Regions from separate parts of the Mus musculus genome. Here all the other regions are linked to region 1. A link is a contact called in public Hi-C and HiChIP or PLAC-seq data. All regions are on one chromosome and are shown on one strand. The core of a region is the stretch at or near the end of the contact, and the rest is flanking DNA. Distances in the headings are between cores, read along the strand shown. Region 1 overlaps Hmbox1 (homeobox containing 1). Region 2 overlaps Gm36924 (a long non-coding RNA gene). Region 3 overlaps Ints9 (integrator complex subunit 9). Region 4 overlaps Ints9 (integrator complex subunit 9).

Region 1 (2,993 bases), core at 46-2,545:
TTGGTGAGAGGGAATGCTGCTTAGAGAAAGGGAAGTGTCAAAGAAAAAAAATGGCCAGTTTTCCAGTTATTCACAGAAGGAGTCTGGCTGGTCATGGTAGAGACTAACAAGTGTGTATCTGTTTACTCAAGAGATGTGTGAATAAAGAAATGGAAGAAGGAACGTAAAGAGGAGTCTGGTGAACGAAAGCAGAGGCTCTAAGCAAGGCTTCTGGAGGAACCAGCACCAGCAGTTCCCGCAGAGACAGCTTCAGGGTCCCAGCGTGCTCCATGGTGTCTGCTTCAGGTATGTTTGGTGGTTTTAGCAGTGGAGACATAGATGACTACAGTTACATCAGAACGGTGTTTCTTTTAAACTATATGCAACCAAGCTGGACTATCAAGGAAGTCAGCAAATAGGCAATTCTGTACTTTCTTAATCACGCCTTTAATCACCCTGTAACAAACCCTAGTTTCTACTATATAGCTGACTATCAGGGGTGGCAAGGATGAACCAGAGAGAACTTCCGGGTGTGGTCACAGCAGACCGAGGTAAATACAGAACTGTAAGGGAACAACCCCAGTACTGTAGGCACAAAAGCACTACTATAGCAGACGAGAGCTGACGGCAGAACAGGGTCTCAAGAAAAGAGTGAGAGCTTTCAGGACAGGGATTTGGGCATAGGGAAATAATGAGAGGCAGAGTAAAGGAATCCTAAGGAGCCCCTGACACTGAAATTGGGAGGGAGCCCAACACACCCTGTATGTGCAGTGCTTGACAGGGGCAGCGGATCAAAGTGGAAAAGACTGAGCCCATGTTGTGAAGAGAGGAACCAACTTTTTAAGGATCTTGGTGCTGTGGTTCAAAGCAGGGAGATCTAAGGGTCAAAGTTGTTTTGTAGAGCAGCATTTCCTGTGGTGATGGACACAGAAGTCGTGTGTGTAGCTGTGGCAATAGCTAAGGAGAAGCCATGAAGGCATAGAGACAGAAGAGGCAGGACCCGTCCAGGGGTACTCACACAGCCTTAGACAGTTCTGTCTGTAGCATGAGACATTATTCGCCTTCTGGCACTTTAATTTTTAGATTTTTTTGTTGTTGCTTATTTGCTTTTTGTAAAAAACAAACAAACAAACAAACAAAACCCAATAAACATTTCTAAGGTAGGAGAGCTTGGCTGCTAGTTTCTAAAGGAGACACAAAATCAAACCCTAGAACTTCATTCTTCTTTCTATTGGAAATGCTTACAGCCCTAGACGCTCTGGAATGTACAAAAGAGAAAGAAATGTAGCACATGCCTGAGGATAGCAACATAAAGAGACGGCAAACTCTGAGGACACTGCACGTCACAAAGGACACTGTCAGCTAAGCGACCAGTGCACAGCTTCCCATAGGGAGATCACATGACTGCTGTATGATGAAGGGTAAAAACGGGAAGAGAATGTACAGGAAATGAGAAGCCAGAAGCTAAGAACAAAAGGAGCTGCTCCTGAAGCACTGTTGTTCCAGTAACTCCTAAATCACTGCAGCCACTGAATATTCTGCTTTGTATCTTGAGAATGCAGAAAAAAACAGAGACCAACCACAGGAGGGGATAGAGCCGCATGCACGGCACGTCGCTCTGTCCTCCTGCAGGCTACCTCTGCAGAAGAGAGCTGCACTTTCTCTCTTTTAGTTATCTAGAAATAGCTTTCGGGACTGCTTCCTACTACCCATAATTCCATGTGGATTTCTTCAGAAAACATTAACATTAAGCTAGCCTACATGCTATGGAGTTTAATCGTCCTACCTCCTATTTGAGAGCATCTATGTGTGAAATGATCTTTAGCAATAAAACAATTAAAATGTCTTCATTTCTTAGGTTTGTTTTTATACGGTGGGGTAAAGGCAGTGCTGAGGGAGAGAAATGGAGGCATCATTATTTATGTTTACCTATAATTACATACGTTATATGTACATGAAAGAAGGTATATGTGTGTGTGTGTGTGTGTAAAATATAACCTGTGGGGGTTGATAATGTTCCCCTCCAAGAGCCAGAGACTAACACAAACCCTCCTACCAAGCATGAGAAACATCCTTTTAAAGTTGTTGCTCAGTGATCTTAAGCAACTTCCAAAATAATACAGGCTATTGCTGTTGCCCTTAGTTGCTTCCCAGAATCTAAAGGTAAATTCCTATTGCTGAGGATGCTCTGGACTCTGGAGACAGGACCCAGAATCATCCTCCCTGTGGTCTAGGTATCATAGTACTGGAAAGTGGTGGGCAGACTGCCAAGATAGAAAAGCAATCAATAGTCCTGCCCAGCTAAGACACCTATGAGCCACAGCAATGACCAACATGGCAAGATATCCTCAAAGGTGCACCAGTGGCCCTTATATGTTAGTGGTAACCAATAGCTGTCTAGTTGTCCTTATGGACCATTTGAGGGGACAAAATTCATGTCAGCTAATGTCAACTACTTGTGGCTGGTGAGCCCACAGAACCTATAACCTATGGCAGCATTCCCAATACTTATTCTTATACCCACAGATAAAGGTAGCTTTCATTCCTCATAAAGAAGCTTTTTTTTTTTTTTTCCAGGAGATAGAGACTATTACAGAAAGCCCCAACTGCTCAAAATGCAGAGAACATTTAATTGGGTCCTCAGCCCCAACTGATACATCTGTACCACAGCCCTTATATTTATGACTCAGGAAACATCAAGGACAAAGCAAGTGTGAGGATTTCAATGCCACAAAGGACCAAGATGTCTGCTTTGAGATTATATCCTCTATATATGACATGGAAGCTGAACCTGTGAAATCTCAACATTATGGCTGCACAAACAAGACCTAAGCAATGACAACACCAGTTGACATGCCAACAATGGGGGAGATCTCACAAGGCCTCATCCCTAGACGAGAAGCTATCAATTACCAGTGACTGCTGAAATGGAGAGAACCAGTCTTATCCAGGGACAAGTCCCTAAAATGGTTAGCCAATACCACTGGTCAGCCCTAAAAATATACATATGAGCA
Region 2 (2,962 bases), core at 300-2,799, 210 kb before region 1:
GCCCCTTGGGCCATCCTGTTTTCTCCGGCTATATCTGAATTAACAGCAAAACATCCTGCATGGGACTATAATTACTTATGCAAGAAAGCCCTACAGAGAGTGAATGTACTTAAAGCCTCTGTGCATTTGCTTGTTTGTCTCCAAGTTCTGTCGAGTTGGCTGCTCTGGGTTGATTGGTATAAATACTCTGCTTGTGCCCGGTTTTCATAACTCCTGTGACCTTGACATTCAGGGAAGAGAGCCTCAATCCTTTTCAAAGTTTCTGTTATATTATACTCCCTATCTCAGAGCCATTCCTTCAGGGTCATCTTTGCCAACTCACCTACAAAAGCTAAAATATAACCAAGTGCGTACTTTTCCGGTCAACCATCATTTTAGCAGTAATTCAGGGACAAGATTCTGCGTATGGCCTCAAGGAGGCGCTCACGGCCCGCAAAGCAGAGAAAGGCCCACCCCGCAGTCCCTGCCTTTGCAAACTACCTCCAAGCAGCTAAACACCGAAGTGCACCTTGGGAGAACCTGAAGGATGTTGGGTTAAAAGAATTAAATCAGTCACAGGGGCAAATTCTACATGACTCCTCTCATACGAGATCCCCAGGGCAGTGAAGTTCATAGAGAGGAAGTAGAATGTAATGACCAAGGAAAAGGAAAGGGAGAATTAGTTGTGGTTTGTGTATAATTTTTTTTTGCTTTGTTTTGTTTTTTGTTTGGGGGTTTTCCTGTTTGTTTGTTTGGTTGGTTGGTTTTGTGGCCCTGGCCTTCCTGGAACTTACTATGTAGACCAGGCTGATCACAGAGCTCCATCTGCATCTGCCTCCTGAGCTCTGGCATTAAAGGCTTGGTGCCATCATGAGTGGTGTGTGTATTTCATTTTTAATTTTAATTGTTCTATGTATGAGTGGAAGTGCACACTCATGCCAGGGTGTATTGGGTAGAGGTAAGAGAAAAACGTTTTGAAGGCTGCTCTCTCCTTCTGTTGTGTGGGTAACAAGGATGAACGCAGGTCATAGAACTTGCACAGCAAGTGCCTGCAAGTGCCTTTATCCTCTGGGCCATCTCACAAGTCTGGGGATTGATTTAAAGGGCAGGCGAGGCATTCCAGTTTTATAACTGGAATTTTATAACTGGAACAAGGATTGAGGATTTCTTCCCTGAAGGTCAAGGTCATGGGAGCTATGAAAACCCAGCTCAGATGGAGCAGATTTACCCATCACACGGCTCCGCGGATGCTAATGCTAAGTATGGCAGCAACTACCTGTAACCGATGGGAATCTGAGGCTAGTCTGGCTACATGAAAGATCCCTCTCCCCTTCCCCTCCTCCTCCTCTCTTCCCCCTCCCTGCTCCGCCCCCCACCCCCGCACGCATGCACGGTGCTCCGCGTGAATGTACTCTATGCCACCACTGGACTGAGCACTGGGTGAAGACGATAGTGCCTTCTTTATCCCATGACCAACAGGAAATCCTCTCAGCTCTACACTCACAGCAGAGTCTGGCTGGGTGTGATCACTTTGCCCAGCCCCCATCACACCGCCAGGCACGTCTGCCCTGCCACTCTGCCCTCTGCTCCCGCCCTGTACAACAGTGTCCTCCTTCCCTCCCCCGCACCACACCACGCCTTATAAGACACACCACGCCTTATAAGACACCTCATGGTTACTATTGTCGCTCACTCTCTATGTTTCCCTTGGTTTGGACCAGGCTGGCTCCTTCACTCCACATACACAAGCACTGCAGGTCACCTCAGCTGAGTGCCCTTCCTGTCTGCTGACCTCTGGTTGGCCAAAGCAGGCTCTAGTTCAGGGTATATTATGTACAGCTACGATGATGAATTGGGGTCTTCTTACCTCCTACCTGGCCCATCAGGGTCCTCTCTCATCTCATTGGCCTATAGATACAACACCTGGGTGGCTTTCTCCTCCTAAAATGCTGAATAAACACCCTAGCTAGAGAATAAAGACAGGTTAACCCCAGGAGAGACAGGCAGTTTCTGATCCTGACCTTTCAGGAACTGGACAATTAGACCTGTGCCAGTCGGGTGAGCATTTGTTTATTTGTTTGCCGGTTACTCTTTACTTATTTAATAGATTTACTTGTTCATAGATTTATTTCTTGTGTTATTTTATGCTTATGTGTATTTTGCCTGCATGTATATGTATGCACCACATATGTACCTGGTGCCTGTGGAGGTCAGAAAAGGGTATTAGATTCCCTGGAACTGGAACTACAGCCAGTTATGAGCCTCTGTGTGGGTGTTGGGAACAGAACCCGGGTCTTTTGCACGAGCAGCAAAGACTCTACACTGCTGAGCCATCTCTCCAGGCACTCACCTGAGCTACCTTGGAAGTCACACAGGAAAGTATGGAGGGTTTGGGTTTTGTTCTGTAGACTGGGTCTCACCAAGCCCCGTCTGGTGTCAAAATCACTATGTAACTGAGGGTAACTTTGAACTTCTAATTCTCCTACCTTCACAGGAAGTGCTGGTTTTTCAGCACCATGCCCAGTTTATTTGACACTACAGACATAAACCAGGCTTCAAGCGTGTGAGGAAAGTGTTCTACCTACTAAGCTACAGCCCCAGCTCCCTACTATTGGTTTTGGTTTTGGGTGTTGTGTTGTGTCGTTTTGTTTTGTTTTGTTTTGAAACAGAATCTCACTACATAGCCCGAGCTAATTACAGGGCCCGGGTGGGGGGGAGGGGAGGGGGACAAGACCAACTGTGTTTGAATATAGTTTATCCTTCCGCAGAACCCATGTTGGAAGTCTGGCCTCCACTGTGGCTATGTGAGAATGGAACCTTTAAGAGTTTTCTTGGGCTGGAGAAAAGGCTCAGAGGTCAAGAGCACTGACTGCTCTTCTTGAGGACCTGGATTCAGTTCCCAGCACTCATACAGTGGCATACAACTGTCTGTAACTCCAGCCATAGTACCCTCTTCTGGTCCAGTACCCTCTTCTGGCCATTG
Region 3 (3,138 bases), core at 430-2,929, 140 kb after region 1:
TGGCTTCATTCACTCACAGCAGTCCTTCTACCTCAGCTTCCTGAGGGCCTGAATTACAGACACAAATGCCCTATGCCTGCGCTTTTTCTCTTCCTTTACAAACCAACCACAAAAAGTGGCTGATGTTTAAAGGAAATAGTCAGAAGTACAGAAATAAGAAGTATGTTGTAGGATGCTGGGATGGTGCCAGCTTGGAATATTTTGTTGTTTTTTTGTTTTGTTTTGTTTTGTTCTGTTCTGTGCTGAAATAGCAAGACTTTGCTCAGAGATCCTGTCTGTCTCACAGAAATAAAAGCATTGTAGCTGTAGAATTGCTAGAACCCTGACGCCCAGTGTTCAAAGCAAGCACACTTGTGTCAAAGTCCAGCTTTGACCTGGTAGGTAAATTGAGGCAGGCTGGAGCATTAGTGATTGATCAGTTGGCAGACTTTTCTCAGGGGGAATAAAACTAACCCTTCCCTCTGGGGCCTGTAGGGCCGGTGACAAGGGCGAGGGAACACACAGACACAGACAGACACACACCTGGTGGGTGAAGCAAAGCTCCAACAACTTTATTTTCTCTCTCACAGCTCATATATCCCAGCAAAATCTTTCAAGCAGTTCAAAAATCACAACGTAGTTACATTCTATTTTTCTTTAAGTGAACAATTACAATGAATATATGTAAGAAAAAACTTGTTCCCTGATACCCCCAAATAATAAAATGGATAAAAAAATAATAATTTCCAAGAGCCCACACATGTTCATAACTAAGCAACTTGTTATAGATTAATAAGGGGTAAGCAAGCAAGGTAACTTTCTCAGCTCCTTTCTCTTACTGGCAGGCTGCGATTTGCAGTCACAAAGAAAGGATCAATTATTTTATTATTTATCTTAAAAAGTAATCTTATAAAAAACCTTAAAAGTATCACAAATCTAAACTTTTATAAAGAAAAAAGAAAAGACCCAGTCATTTCTACTTTAAATCCTCAGCATGCACACCTACGCGTTAGCAATTTTTTTTTTAATTTTATCAGGAAGCTGAAGGCAGAACTGGGTACAAGAAATTAATCATCATCTTGATAGCAGCACAGCTTCAGTAGGACAAGCGGGTCAGCCATGCTAGTCGGGCTGCCATTGCTCTTCCTCCCTGACCTCAAACACATCCCTCATTCGATAATCAGAAGTGTGCCTTCTAAGTGGTTAGTTGTTCCCTAAGACTTTCTATATCAGAGCTACGAACAGAAACTTCTTAACCTGACTTCACTAACAGTTTACATCTCCAAATTCTTTCTAAGGGTGGTGGGTGATAGAAACAATCCACATGGCTACATTCTTTCTGAGGGTGGTGGTTGAATCATTCATCAGCTCCAGCAGCAATGGAATAGATCAATCACCATTACTGTAAGTGCCAGTGACACTGCCCAGAAGGAGCTGGAAACCCTCTCAGAGTTTTTATACAGTTCATAGATTAGGATGGACATGGTGACCGCTAAAGTAACAGGACACACAGTCCTAGTTCCTCTGCCTCTCTGAGCAAGGCACACCCATCATGGTTGTGCTAACTGGTGGGCTGTGTTCCACGAATTCTAAAGCTCATCTTACATGGCCCCCAACATAATTACTATTGTGTCCTCAGCCCACAGGCTGCATCCTTTCCAGCTGTGCGCTATGCCTTCATTGCTTTAGAAACCACATGGAAAAAGGAACTGGGAAGACTCATCATCCTCACGGGACAGGCAGTGCTTTGAGCAGTCCAGGGTCAGTTGTGCATTTTAGTGTGCTTTATCGTAAGTTTTAGCTTTAGCATTTACCAGATTTTGATTTTTTTTTTCCTCTCCACAAACTAAGATAGCTTACTGAAGCATTGTCTCTTAGGCTGTATCACTAAGACAAATAGGAAGGGGGAAAAGAGAACTAAATGGATGTATAGGATGGGGGATTATTTAAGAATTAGAGATAGGGAGAAATGGGGTAATTTGCTCCCTTTTGCATAAACAGTCACATGCATAGGTCTGAACTTTTCTCATCTATTCTAACTTCTTCATATTTATCACTCTCTGGTGCCCGACAGCCTACAATCCCCAGCCAACTCTGACCTGTATTACTTCCTTCAGCCATTGTTGTTCACTGTGAGCATTTCTACCCCTTCTGAGCATCTCTTGACTGGGGTATTGCTTTATAAAAACTTCTCTTTGAATCTTGACTTGTTTTCTTGGAAGTGCAAGGCACAGGACTAGAGTCCAAAGGAGTGAGAGCCCCAGGTGTCACAATCTCAGCTATGTGTGGTACCTAGTCGCCCTCCAGCCTGAAAATGCCTTTACTATTTATATTACAGATTTTTTTTACACACTTGCTATAGACTCTCTGCCCTTCTTATCTTACCCAGCTGTGTAGTTACTTTGACTGTGAACATGATTGGCACATTTTAACAGTTCTATAACATGGAATCAAGCTAAAAAATGGAAGAAAGTAGAAGATTAACAAATAAAATTGCAATATATTTATTTTATTTATTTTTGGTTTTTTCGAGACAGGGTTTCTCTATAGCCCTGGCTGTCCTGGAACTCACTTTGTAGACCAGGCTGGCCTCGAACTCAGAAGTCCACCTGCCTCTGCCTCCCAAGTGCTGGGATTAAAGGCGTGCGCCACCATGCCCGACTTGCAATATATTTAAAGAAGTCTCTGACTAGAGAGCCTGACCCCAAAATTTTTTAGTAGGGGTGTCATAGTTCCATATTAGCACATTTAGCTCAGTGGCTCAGGGTGGCAAAGAATAAGGTAGGATTTCTTTTTTTTTTTTTTTAAGATTTATTTATTTATTTTATGTATGTGAGTACACTGTAGCTGTACAGATGGTTGTGAGCCTTCATGTGATTGTTGGGAATTGAATTTTTAAGACCTCTGTCCTGCTCACTCTGGTCAACTCTGCTCGCTCCAGCCCAAAGATTTATTTATTATTATATGTAAGTACACTGTAGCTGTTTTCAGACACACCAGAAAAGGGCGTCAGATCTCATTACGGGTGGTTGTGAGCCACCATGTGGTTGCTGGGATTTGAACGCAGGACCTTTGGAAGAGCAGTCAGTGCTCTTACCCGCTAAGCCATCTCTCCAGCCCAAAGTAGGGTTTCTTAAAAGAGGGTGCCCTCCCCATTTC
Region 4 (3,182 bases), core at 186-2,685, 180 kb after region 1:
ACCCTGTTCATAGACATCATTCTGTCCTCGTCAGCCCTTTCCCAGTTATGCTTTTCTCTTTGTACTACTGGATTCTGCACATGGGCACACAGGCATGCACACTTCATGTGCACATGTGTGTACATACACACCACTGCACTTGTACTCACAAAAACATAGAAGTCAAATGGAAAGACAAAGAGACGGAAGAGGGAGGAGTGAAGGGCAGAGGAGAAATGAATCTGATCAACATGGATTCTAGATGTGAAGGGAAATGTCACAGTCAAACCTGTTATTTTATAAGTGAGTGTGTGCTTATAAAATTAAAGTTAGCCAGGTGGCAGTAGTGTATGCCTTTGATCCCTGCATTGGGGAGGCAGAGGCAGGCAGATCTCCATGAGTTCAAGGCCAGCCTGGACTACAGAGAGAGTTCTAGGACTAGCAGGGCTACACAGAGAAACTCTGTCACAAACAAACAAAGAAACAAACAACAACAAAAAATTAAAGTTAATTATTAGAGAACAAATTAGGTAAAGACAGTTCTCACTAGCCTTAGACGTTTGTTTTAGTTTTTATTTTATGCACTTATATGCATAAAAGGGGATACTGCATGCAGGCCTGGTACCTGCAGAGGTCAGAGGAGGGTATCAGATCCCCTAGAGCCAGAGCTGTGGAGGATTTGAGTCATTGTGTAGGTTACGGCATCTGAACTCCAGTCCTCCGCGAGAGCAGCTGGTGCTCCTAACCCTGAACCTTCTTCCCAGCCCGCTGCGTGTCAGTTTTTACTAGTTTACTCCATCTGTGTAGCCATCAGTGAGGTGCTTTTAATTCTTGAGCTGAGCAAGATAAGTTTTTTGTTTGTGTTTTTATCACTCCTCAAATGCTGCTGACACCAGCAATGCCTGCATTGCCTTGGAGAAGGACAGACATTTGAAGTATTGCCTGGCATTGGAAGGTGTCACTAAAGTCTTTATAGCCTATATCTGTCCTGGAGCTCTGGGAGTCAATGAGACTAACTCTGCTCAGGGCTGAAATTACAAACATCTGTAAACCGGAACACCAAGTGTCTTGTAATGGTTCCAGCTCAGTGGTCCTCACACCAGGGCACTGCCTGGCATTTGTTTGTGGGTGTTCATTTTCAAAAGATGGTGTTGATGGGTGAGGCTCAGAGGTTTGTCCCCACTGTGTTTTCTTCTGGATCAGTCATTCTTACACTTTTAGGGGTCATGGCCCTTTCTGACCACCAGTTAAATCTGCAAAGGCACGCAGAATCACATACGCCTTTTCAGGGAATTTTGGGGTCCTGTGAAGTCTACCTCATCTCAGAGAAGTCTAATGTATATATAAAACGGTTGCTGTCTTAAGCCAAATATGCCACTTACTGCACTGCCGGGTCCCCTTTGTCCCCAGTTCAGTTTCCTTCTGTATACACAGGAAACAGTCCAAGGCTTATTGCATAGCTACCATAAAAACCGTTGTGCCCCAACCAGCACACACTTCCTTCCTTTTGTGGAAACAGTGTGGAAACATAAGTATGGACCTGAGACGTTCTGCCCAGGAAGGGAAAGGGCTGCTAGACATATTACTGAATATCTGAGGAGAGGAAAGAAGCCAGTCACACACTGCCTGTAACACACTGAACCCTCTGTGCCCCGTAAAAGAAGTTTATAACAGGACCACACTTTGTTACTTAACAAAATAGTGAAGCCAGTGCCTGCATATTTCCATACTCAGTGTTAAAGCAGAATCTTTTAAGAGTACGGATACTCAAAGGTGGCAGTGTAGATTTGAAGCTTTGCTAGGCTGCTCTGTTTGGGTGTTCTTTCTTTGCTGGGGAGTAGACTGTGGCATGGAAAGGTAGAATGAGACTTTTTCGTGAAGCATGTGGCTCAGGGCTTTCCGGGACAAGATGAAAACATTTGTGGACTCTTTGGCCTCTCAGTTCTTGCAACTTTGCTTCCAACCAAATCCTAGTTTATGCAGAATGTTTTTAAGTGCTCTGGAAATAATCACAGTTCAAATCCAACATCTTAAAGAACTCATTGTCGTGTGCCAGTGGGGTTCACAATTTACAAGCAGAGAGAGCGTGTGAGCTCCCAAGATTCACAAAACATAACTAAAGGAGGTGGGAAGTAGGTCAGGACTGTCCCATCTCATAGGGAACTGGGCTCAAAGTTATGAGGCTAGTTGTGGAATTGGGAAGAGGACTAAGTTTCTAACCCGGTGTTCCTTCTGGTTCTTCTACCCTTGATACAGGCAACTCACCCTGCCTGTCTACCCATCGCATGTGCTTTTCTCCTGTGCTTCACAGTTATTCTGAGAACGCAGCTACTCAGTTCACATGTGATTCCCAGGCAAGCAGCAGGAGCATTCCCTGGGAACTTGCTGGAAATGCAGATTCTCAGGCTCTACCTTGAAACAAACCAGAAACTGTGGAAGCAAGCTCAGCAGCTTTGTCCTGCGCACTCTCTAGGTTGCTCCATATTGAAGTTTAAAACCATGTAGAATGCATGTGCGTGGCATTCTGAAGAGGGCAGCACTGTAGACATAGGAAGCCTTAGTTGTGATTGAAAAACACGTGTAGATAGGGAAAGAGTGATCTTAAATGTCCAGTTCTGTGAAGCTGGATATGGTGTGGGCAGCCAGTCATGGCAGGACTGTTACTCCCTGTGGGAGAGCTTGCTGCTGGACTAGACACAGCAAGAGCAGCATTTGCTCTGGTCCCTGCATGGTTCATAAGTTCTGATTAGAGCTTTCTTTTGTCTTTTAGCCCATGGACCAAGCTTCTCTCAAAAACAGTGACGTTCTGATTCTCACAGGGCTGACACAGATCCCTACTGCAAACCCGGACGGCATGGTGGGCGAGTTCTGCAGCAACCTCGGTAAGGGGCCACTCAGTGTTGGACTTGGGTACATTTCTCATTTGAGTCCTGCCTTCTGGTATCTCTTTGAAGCCTCCCTGCTCCCATTTCTTTCCACCCCTTCGTTTCTTCCTCAGAATGAATTGTTGTCCACAGGAGTGGTTCTCAAGGAATGTCAATCTAAAGGTAGGCTAGGAGTTGTACAGACCCACAGCGGACTTGTTAGCAGTTCCTAGAAGAGATACTGAGCGTTCTCTCACAGGCCGTGTTGGTTGACCCCTCACTGTGGTGGGCTTGGCCGATGTGTGCTCACAGGTAACAGCAGAAGAGTCACACCCCCTC

What was found. A called contact is a pair of places that touch in the nucleus more often than the background predicts. HiChIP or PLAC-seq counts read pairs in DNA pulled down with a chosen protein or histone mark.
Region 2: a contact with region 1 is called in a Hi-C map of bone marrow-derived macrophages, with 23 read pairs. The contact joins two enhancer-like sites. A contact is called at or near these places in 2 of 15 datasets of contacts at CTCF or cohesin (large pre-B cells and stem cell-derived epiblast-like cells), 19 of 484 Hi-C or Micro-C datasets (the CH12 cell line, the HL-1 cell line, Sertoli cells and 9 more), 8 of 115 datasets of contacts at active chromatin or transcription factors (cardiomyocytes, double positive thymocytes and embryonic stem cells) and 3 of 9 other capture datasets (adipose tissue, liver and pancreatic islet).
Region 3: a Hi-C map of bone marrow-derived macrophages shows a contact between it and region 1, with 25 read pairs. The contact joins two enhancer-like sites. A contact is called at or near these places in 2 of 484 Hi-C or Micro-C datasets (bone marrow-derived macrophages and nephron progenitors), 3 of 115 datasets of contacts at active chromatin or transcription factors (the HPC-7 cell line, bone marrow-derived macrophages and cardiomyocytes) and 2 of 9 other capture datasets (adipose tissue and liver).
Region 4: an H3K27ac HiChIP or PLAC-seq map of the HPC-7 cell line shows a contact between it and region 1, with 6 times the contacts expected there. The contact joins two enhancer-like sites. A contact is called at or near these places in 2 of 484 Hi-C or Micro-C datasets (bone marrow-derived macrophages and embryonic stem cells), 3 of 115 datasets of contacts at active chromatin or transcription factors (the HPC-7 cell line, bone marrow-derived macrophages and cardiomyocytes) and 1 of 9 other capture datasets (adipose tissue).

Annotation. Positions count from the first base shown.
Region 1 is chr14:64,833,301-64,836,293 of GRCm38.p6, forward strand. The region is part of intron 6 of Hmbox1 (homeobox containing 1); the gene reads right to left. Among named protein-coding and RNA genes, the nearest start is that of Gm26225, 81 kb to the left of the region's middle. Within about 2 kb of position 1,296, at least 113 of the 459 cell types and tissues checked have an H3K27ac peak or open chromatin away from gene starts, as enhancers often do. A contact at or near this core is called in the HPC-7 cell line and bone marrow-derived macrophages, where this site is marked.
Region 2 is chr14:64,626,787-64,629,748 of GRCm38.p6, forward strand. The region is part of intron 1 of Gm36924 (a long non-coding RNA gene); the gene reads left to right. Among named protein-coding and RNA genes, the nearest start is that of Gm36924, 3.7 kb to the left of the region's middle. Within about 2 kb of position 1,550, at least 42 of the 459 cell types and tissues checked have an H3K27ac peak or open chromatin away from gene starts, as enhancers often do. A contact at or near this core is called in bone marrow-derived macrophages, where this site is marked.
Region 3 is chr14:64,968,977-64,972,114 of GRCm38.p6, forward strand. The region is part of intron 1 of Ints9 (integrator complex subunit 9); the gene reads left to right. Among named protein-coding and RNA genes, the nearest start is that of Ints9, 20 kb to the left of the region's middle. Within about 2 kb of position 1,680, at least 11 of the 459 cell types and tissues checked have an H3K27ac peak or open chromatin away from gene starts, as enhancers often do. A contact at or near this core is called in bone marrow-derived macrophages, where this site is marked.
Region 4 is chr14:65,013,781-65,016,962 of GRCm38.p6, forward strand. Ints9 (integrator complex subunit 9) reads left to right here. Exons shown (of 17, transcript NM_153414.5): 9 at 2,750-2,861. Among named protein-coding and RNA genes, the nearest start is that of Gm52118, 31 kb to the right of the region's middle. Within about 2 kb of position 1,436, at least 36 of the 459 cell types and tissues checked have an H3K27ac peak or open chromatin away from gene starts, as enhancers often do. A contact at or near this core is called in the HPC-7 cell line, where this site is marked.